Linked DNA regions of Mus musculus: region 2 is linked to region 1. The links are chromatin contacts, called in public promoter capture Hi-C maps. All regions are on one chromosome and are shown on one strand. Each heading gives the region's core, a stretch centred on a gene start, on an enhancer-like site or on the middle of the called end of the contact. The rest is flanking DNA. Distances are from core to core; before and after follow the strand shown.

Region 1 (3,937 bases), core at 598-3,097:
CTCACAGTCCCTCTTGAATTAGCCAAAGCTGGATTTATAGGCCACACCTCTCAGTGACTTTGAACCACTAGGCCTCATGGTTCAAAAATTCTGCCAGCTCTGAACAGTATCACCTGATGGGCTCTCAGTGACCCAAAAAGATATAGCAAGGGCATATAGGAAGCATCCAATATGTTAGCAGCTATAGTCACTATTATTATATGTGACAGGAAAGGAGAAGTATAAGTCCTTCTTGTAAGTGCCTACAAGTGGGCACAGTATTTGCCCACTTGTAAGGGGCCTTCCCAGACTCTGAAACTAGGCTTCTAAGGAACTGGACAGAAACAGAGCAGTTGTCCTCAACCAAGCCTAGCATCAGATCTCATGCTGCCCCAGACTTTCAGAGATAAAGTCTCTAATGGGAGAGACTGGGCAGCTTTAACCGTTCGTATGTAATGCTTTAAAAACTACTAGAATCAATGATAACAGCAATTAAAACGCATATTATGTGTGCCAGACACTATGCTAACTCCATCACACTCATAACTTTTAAAAGATTGAAACTGGGTCTTGTTACCTAGGTTAGATTTGAATTTATCCTCTTGTATCAGCTTTTCAAGTGGTCAAGAGGGATGTACAACACACACACACACACACACACACACACACACACACACGCACCTCTTCATTCAAAAATCCTGTGAGGTACTGTTTCCATAGTTAATAATTGAGGGGAACGAGGTAACGAGAGGCTATATGGCAAACACCAAGTTCACACAAATAAGAAGTGCTTTACGACCTGAACGCAGGTCTGAGCTAATAAATGCATTTAACTGCTGCAAAAACTAATGCTTTCATTTACCCGTCCCTCGGACAGGCATTTATTATACATGACCAGGTAATACACTGAGAGCTGGGGAATATCAAATGAGTATAGATAACAATCTCCACCCTCAAGATGCCCATGCCCTTAAAGTGCTCAGAAAAAGGCTAGAGGCTAAAGAACTGGCTTCATTTTAAAAGATGATGCCATATGTCTTAGGTCTCCCTTTGAGAGGCTGAAAACGTTGGCTACTTCCCACTACTCTTCCCTCAATAGCCATTTACTCTGTCCGTAGACCCTGGCACATCGTCCTCCCAGGCCTGCTTGCAGGCTGCTAAGGATCCCAGCAAGTCCGGGGCAGCCTTGGAGCCCGTGTTAATAAGCTTTGAGAGAGGGCCTCTGTACTCTGCTCTCTAGATTGGCTCAGTTCATTCAATCATTTAGCCAGCCCAGCGCGTCCACTGGGGGCGGGCAAATCAGATCTTGGGAAGGGCGTGTGCTTCGAAGCTGGTGAGATGTTTCTCTTCCAGAATTGGGCATGTCACTTAACCCTGAAATAACTATTTCGAAATTTCTCAGAAAGAAGCGGGGAAAATATTGAGGCTTGCTTTTTAGAATCGTGGTCTGTTAGTGCGGACCAAATCCTTAGAAGCAGTGCAAGTGTATCTGGAGTGGTAAACAGCTCCAGGATCCAAGCCAGGCAGATGGGCTCCCGGCTCCATTTGCGACCTCTCACTGCCTCCTAGAGTCGGAACTGAGTATTCTTCCAAGTAGGGAAAACAAAACAAAACCAAAAAAAAAAAAACCCAAAACCTTACTAAAGTCCAACAGATCATCACCTTGCAAGAAGGCGAGTGATCCTCCCAGGAGGGCCGTCTTGTGGGGCGCCGCCCTCGGCTCTGGGCTGGGACAGAGAGCAGCCTTTCTGTCTTCTCTCACTGCAAGAGTGTTAAGCGGGGAAAGTGGGAAACCCGGACCTTTCTTCAGGTTGCACAGGGAAGGCAGCCGCGGAACCTTTCTTCTCTCTCCCTTGAGCTTCCACTCGGGCCTCTTTGGTAACGGAAACAGTAGAGTAGGAGACTTTAAAATGGAGACCTCGGGTCCTGGGCCCGGGGAGTCCTCTGAATTAGAAGCTCCAGGGTCTCCGGACGATCGGTTGTTTCTGGTTAAAGGTATGCTTGCTCTGAGCTGGGATGTGATGTTCCGGAACACATTCTTTTCTGAGAGCCCTTATTCTGAACTCAGCCAGTGGGGCCCATATGTCACTCACCAGGTGAAGTCTCCTTGGGCAGGGGCGGGTAAATCCTGCCATCTACTCTCCAGTCCATACTGTATTTACCCATCCTTATCTATAGTTTTTCTTGTGCCCTGCCCTTTTCTGATTGCCACGATCTCTTCTTCCCGTGGAAAAACTTCGCGCTGCTGTCCTTGAGGACAGAGAGAAGGGAAAAAAACCCATTCTCAGCCCTGAAGAACTGAGCTTCAGAGCGTACCCTTGAACCAGAAACCCGAGGTCGTGAGATCACGCAGGTTTCTCAGACCCACTTCACAAGAGCCGCCTAGCCATGATGTTTCGAGTTTTGAATGTAATCCTGAAAGTTTCTGATACTTCGTTGTGCAATTCTCTTTAATTTAAGTTTTATTTTTAATCCCTTCTCTCAATTCTTGGCAGGTGGAATTTTCCTTGGTTCTGCAGCCGCAGCGGGAATGCTAGCTGGATTTGTTACAACATTATCATTAGCTAAAAAGAAAAGCCCTGAGTGGTTCAATAAGGTTTGTGACTCTGAAATCCATTCATAGCATTGCTATTGTTTTTAACAAAGGACAGCTTTTTGCATAGGAAAAAATAGTGACCTTCATTCACATGGTTTTGAAAATACACCCACAAACCCTCATGGGTTTAAGAAGTATACTAGTTGTCAGTCTTGATTTTTTTTTCCGTGTGCTTCCTTAAAAATTAACAGAATGAGGCTTTGAAGAATAACTGAGCAAAACTTTGGAAACATTGTTTTCCCTACAGCATGAATAAGTAATTTAGTATTGATAATAAGAGACCTTGCTTTGAAAGAAAAGCAATATCACTTAAACTATTGGTGCTGGTTGCAAGAAGTATATTTATTTCATAGATGTTAAAATTTTAACATTTTTTTAGAATGAGTGAAAACTTTGTTTTTGTGTTTTAATGCAAGGGCCGCAGTCGCTATAAAGTGCCTGGCACACAGTAGGTGCTCATAAAGTGTTGGGTGACTAACTATATCCACTAGAGACAGAAGATCATTATTCTGTTAGCAGGATTGTACATTTGCTGTTTGTCGTGTGCCTGCTTTCCCTGGTTGGTGGGGAATTTCTTGATGTGTATTGTAGTTGCTTATAATGTCTTGTCTTTTCCCCTCCCACCCATATTGCTGACTTACTGTTCGCCTCAGTAAGTGTTTACTTGGGATCCTTTATGTTTCAGGCACTCTATGATTAAGGTGGATAGGGTACAAAAATAAACATGTCTTTCCCTCGGGAATTTAAATGTCTGCTGTGAGAGACACAATTAGATATTCACACCAATAACTATGCAATTAGCTTGATGTGTGCTACAGACAAATGTTATGTGAAAAACCATAAACCAATTGAATTCCCTTCCACTTATCTGTAATAGTCATACTTAAGCTTTGAATACTATAATGACAGGAGACTAAAATGTATCTAAAATGCTTTCCAATTCCCTCTCAATACTCTAAAGGGTTATGGAGCTACTAAGATCACTTCTGTGGCTCCTCTGATGGGCCATTTTCTCCCTCTACCATGTAATACTTTTAGAGAAGAAATTACTTTGTGGCAGATGTCGTTAAGACCTAACCAGTGTTGGTGCTTTACAGCCAAGCTGTGTTTGGTTTCGAAACCACAGGTTTAATCTGTTTAAGAATCTGATAATGAGAAAAACCCAGGGATTGTCTTGTTTCCACATACTAACAGCTTGGTTCTTTGTTTTGTTCTGGGGCTGGATCATAAGACATGCCACTTGTGCTCTAACACACTTGTACACTGTGGTCCAAAAACTCCTGATGGTCCTTGAGACAACTCATTCCCTGTTCATGTTTAGAGATGCACACTGATGGCATAGAGCAGTGGCATACTCATGGT
Region 2 (3,898 bases), core at 795-3,294, 550 kb before region 1:
TGCATGCCAGAGGCAGAAAGTATCCTATGCTACTTCAGACGGGAATCCCACTTGGGCATGGCAAAACTATGGTCTTGAGAACTGGGGGGACTAATTAGAATTAGTGTAGGCACTCACGGACTAACAGGCCCACAAGTGGATTCTGTCTATGAACCCAATAGCTTGCTTTTCAGTTGTCATTAGCAGTTTCAACTATACATGTTCAACAAAGAACTGCTCTGGGTTTATACAGCCCTCGTGCCCAGTTATATGTCTGGTGAAAATAGTCATGTGGGATTAAGTTATATCCTCTCAGCTACCTATTATTCTGGTGGACAGCAGATGGGAGTGTCTGCACATTAATAGTGATTGCTTCAGGGAGCAAGGTCAGTGACAAGTTTATAGAAACAGCCATGTGGCCCAGAGGAGGAAAGGGGAATTTTAAAAAATACAAATTGGGAAAACCACAAAGGTTTATGGGAGCCAAGAAATCCCTCTCCCAACCCCAAGCAATCAATCAGAAAGCTTCTATAGCTTGTCCCTCTTAAAAGCACACTGAAATTTAATCCCGTCATCAAGTGGTGATTAGCAACTGCCTTCATTAAATTAATGGATTATTGGTTTATTTTAGGAATGAGTTTTCAAATAGAAGCCATTTTGGCCAGGCTTCTTACGCACTGCTTGGCACTTAGCCATATGGTGCTCTGAATCTCAGGACTTGGTCAACAAGGCCAGCACCAGATGTGGGCCCTTGACTCTAGACCAGAATTATAAGCCCAACATACATCTCTTTTCTTTATAACATACCCAGGATGTGGTACTGTGTGACAGCATCAGGAAACAGACTGAGGCTAGCTGTACATCCCTGAGAGTGTGGGTAGGCTGTTCCTATCTCTAAGGCCTACTTGGGTGGGCTGCCCCCAAGTGGAGACCTGGGAGATGTGGGGGGGTTTCTTGATCTTGAGCCGTAACAAGTAGCATGGGGTAACAGGACATACGAGTCACCAGGTACCCTGCATGATGCAACCAGAGCAAAAGCCCCAGCCTGAGGCAGTGTTGGCAGTGTTAGTGAGACTAACAGATAGCACAGGGACACTACCCTACAGTCAAAGCACCCTTCTGATGGCTTTATGCAATTACACCCTAATGTCCCTTCCAGAAACAGAAAAAGTCCTAACCTCCTGCATTTCCAGTTGTGACCTTGCTTAGATAGAGAACCTCTGTTCTTATAATTGGATAAGTGAGCCCACCCTGGAGGAAGCTGAGTGAGCCCTTTGATCCAGTATGACCGGGACTGGATGATGGCCTGTGAGCCACACCGGAACTACAGAAGCTGGGAGACACAAGGGCAGATCCTCCCAGTGGGATTTTTCAAGAGACTATGGAAGGCCCTTTGACCTTGATCTTAACCGGCCAGCCTCCAGAATGGGAAGAACAAATGCCTGTTGTCTGAACCACCCAGTGTGTGGCACTTTATTACAGCAGTCCCAGGAAACCCACACAAAGTCCTCTGATATGGTCCATCTTATAGGACAGGGCAGTTGTTACCCTAAAGACCTATTTTGTAAGGTATGGTAAAAGACCATAGTGTTTCCCAACTGGTCAAAACCTAAACATTTGGGAACTACCACCACCAGGACCAAATAAATGGCCCTCTTCCCTCAGACTGGGCTGAGGATTCCTTCTTGACCCAAAGATGATCTCTGGAATCTGGTTCTGGTACCAAGTTCAGGCTTTGTGGGAGCCATGCAATATCAACATTGCTACCTGTGGTGTCTTGACCTGCTCAAAAACACCAGAACTCTGTCCCAGATCAGAACATACCGAGGGTGAGGGGTAGTGATACCAGATAAAGGTGTGGAGGTAAAGAAGGTGGACATGACCTTGGAAGTCTTTGTCACCATGAAGACATGAGCAAGAAAAGTGAAAATGGCTTTCATGGTGGGAGGAAGTATTCTCTCCTTTTTCAACCATAAAAATAGTTATTTAATAGCACTGTCAACATTCAGGAGGGCAAGCAACTCTCCCCTGAGATAGTAATTTTACCCACAGATCTTTTGCAGGCTCCTGCCCCAACTTCCCTCTAACTCCCATGAGGAGCCTCCATCTTTGCACCTCTGAGAGGAGACAGCGCTCCTGCAAACTGGGCCCCCACACGGGTTTGAGCCACTGTTAAGTGAGCATGCAGAGTTTCTCCTGTGCTGGGGGAAGGTGTGCACATGTGTGCTGACTTCAACTGGTGCCCTGGAAGGGTGCCTCTTACAGCCACACTGTGTGTGCCAGGCTGCGCCTACAGGAACACACAGGGCGCCTGCTGCTCAGAGAGGACCCGTGCCTCCCTCCCTATAGCTTTCCTTCTTTGCAGCTGATCCCAGGTGCTATTCTGCAAGGTGGCACTACCCTCAGGGAGCAAGTCAGAGCAAAAAAAAAAAAAAACAAAACAACAGATGCGAGACAGCATCTTTCAGGAGGTTAGGACTTTAACATCCAGGATGAGAGCAGAAGCCAGAAAAGAACCTAGGGAGGTATTACAGATGGCCCTTCTCCATAGGGACTAACAGCAACTGCTGTCACACATGATCAGGTCCCCAAGCCCTAACATCCTTCCAGAATGAAGCTTTAGCTGATGTAGTTTTTTTTTTTAAATAAGTTTCTTCTCCCGTTATTCTATTGAATTCTTTATTCATCCTAAAAAGATTTTCAACCCCTATTGGCTTGTCAGCTGCTCCTGGAGAAGGTGGGTACTCTTTACAGCTATGGTGTCCTTTCTTGAATCCTTTTGCTTAAAATACATTAGAAGGGCTAGGGAGATGGCTCAGTTGATAAAGGGCTTCTCACATAAGCCTGAAGACTCGAGTTCAATCCTGAGGTGCTACATAAAAGCCAGCCTATTAAAAGGCACGAGCTTGTAATCCTGCAGAGGCAAGAGCATCTCTAGGGCTTGAGAGACAGCCATTCTTGTCAAGTCGGTGAGCTCAACACTCAGAGCTCCTCAGGCTTTCAAATGCATCCATGCACACATATACACATAAGCACTGTCTTTTCAGAATGAGTCATGAAACAAAAAGACAGACCATACAAGCCAGAGGCAAGTTCCAAACTGTCCTCTAATTTTGCACATACAGGAAGAAGTCACAGTCAAAAACCTCACACAAATCAGAGCCTCTGGTACTCATGGTAGAAAACATTCCTAGCCAAATGGATGGACCTGGAGAGCATCATCCTGAGTGAGGTAACACAATCACAAAGGAACTCACACAATATGTACTCACTGATAAGTGGATACTAGCCCAAAACCTAGGATACCCACGATATAAGATACAATTTCCTAAACACATGAAACTCAAGAAAAATGAAGACTGAAGTGTGGACACTATGCCCCTCCTTAGAAGTGGGAACAAAACACCCATGGAAGGAGTTACAGAAACAAAGTATGGAGCTGAGATGAAAGGATGGACCATGTAGAGACTGCCATATCCAGGGATCCACCCCATAATCAGCTTCCAAATGCTGACACCATTGCATACACTAGCAAGATTTTACTGAAAGGACCCAGATGTAGCTGTCTCTTGTGAGACTATGCCGGGGCCTAGCAAACACAGAAGTGGATGCTCACAGTCAGCTAATGGATGGATCACAGGGCTCCCAATGGAGGAGCTAGAGAAAGTACCCAAGGAGCTAAAGGGATCTTCAACCCTATAGGTGGAACAACATTATGAACTAACCAGTACCCCTGAGCTCTTGACTCTAGCTGCATATGTATCAAAAGATGGCCTAGTCGGCCATCACTGGAAAGAGAGGCCCATTGGACACGCAGACTTTGTGTGCCCCGGTACAGGGGAACGCCAGGGCCAAAGGGGGGGAGTGGGTGGGTAGGGGAGTGGGGGTGGGTGGGTAAGGGGGACTTTTGGTATAGCAT

Evidence for each region. Promoter capture Hi-C pulls out the DNA fragments that hold promoters and counts their contacts.
Region 2: a promoter capture Hi-C map of pre-B cells shows a contact between it and region 1, with 5 times the contacts expected there. The contact joins the enhancer-like site here to the promoter of Tmem242 in region 1. A contact is called at or near these places in 17 of 39 promoter capture datasets (the 3T3-L1 cell line, 3T3-L1-derived adipocytes, the C10 cell line and 11 more), 3 of 15 datasets of contacts at CTCF or cohesin (the NIH/3T3 cell line, large pre-B cells and pro-B cells), 5 of 484 Hi-C or Micro-C datasets (the 3T3-L1 cell line, B cells, embryonic fibroblasts and 1 more), 15 of 115 datasets of contacts at active chromatin or transcription factors (the 230-238 cell line, DN3 thymocytes, the HPC-7 cell line and 9 more) and 5 of 9 other capture datasets (adipose tissue, embryonic stem cells, liver and 2 more).

What each region holds. Positions count from the first base shown.
Region 1 is chr17:5,438,170-5,442,106 of GRCm38.p6, reverse strand. Tmem242 (transmembrane protein 242) reads left to right here and starts at 1,847. Exons shown (of 4, transcript NM_027457.4): 1 at 1,847-1,974; 2 at 2,475-2,575. The coding sequence starts at 1,890.
Region 2 is chr17:5,990,502-5,994,399 of GRCm38.p6, reverse strand. All of the region lies in intron 4 of Synj2 (synaptojanin 2), which reads right to left. Among named protein-coding and RNA genes, the nearest start is that of Gm35525, 4.3 kb to the right of the region's middle. Within about 2 kb of position 2,044, at least 48 of the 459 cell types and tissues checked have an H3K27ac peak or open chromatin away from gene starts, as enhancers often do. A contact at or near this core is called in the NIH/3T3 cell line, embryonic fibroblasts, pancreatic cancer cells and 2 more, where this site is marked.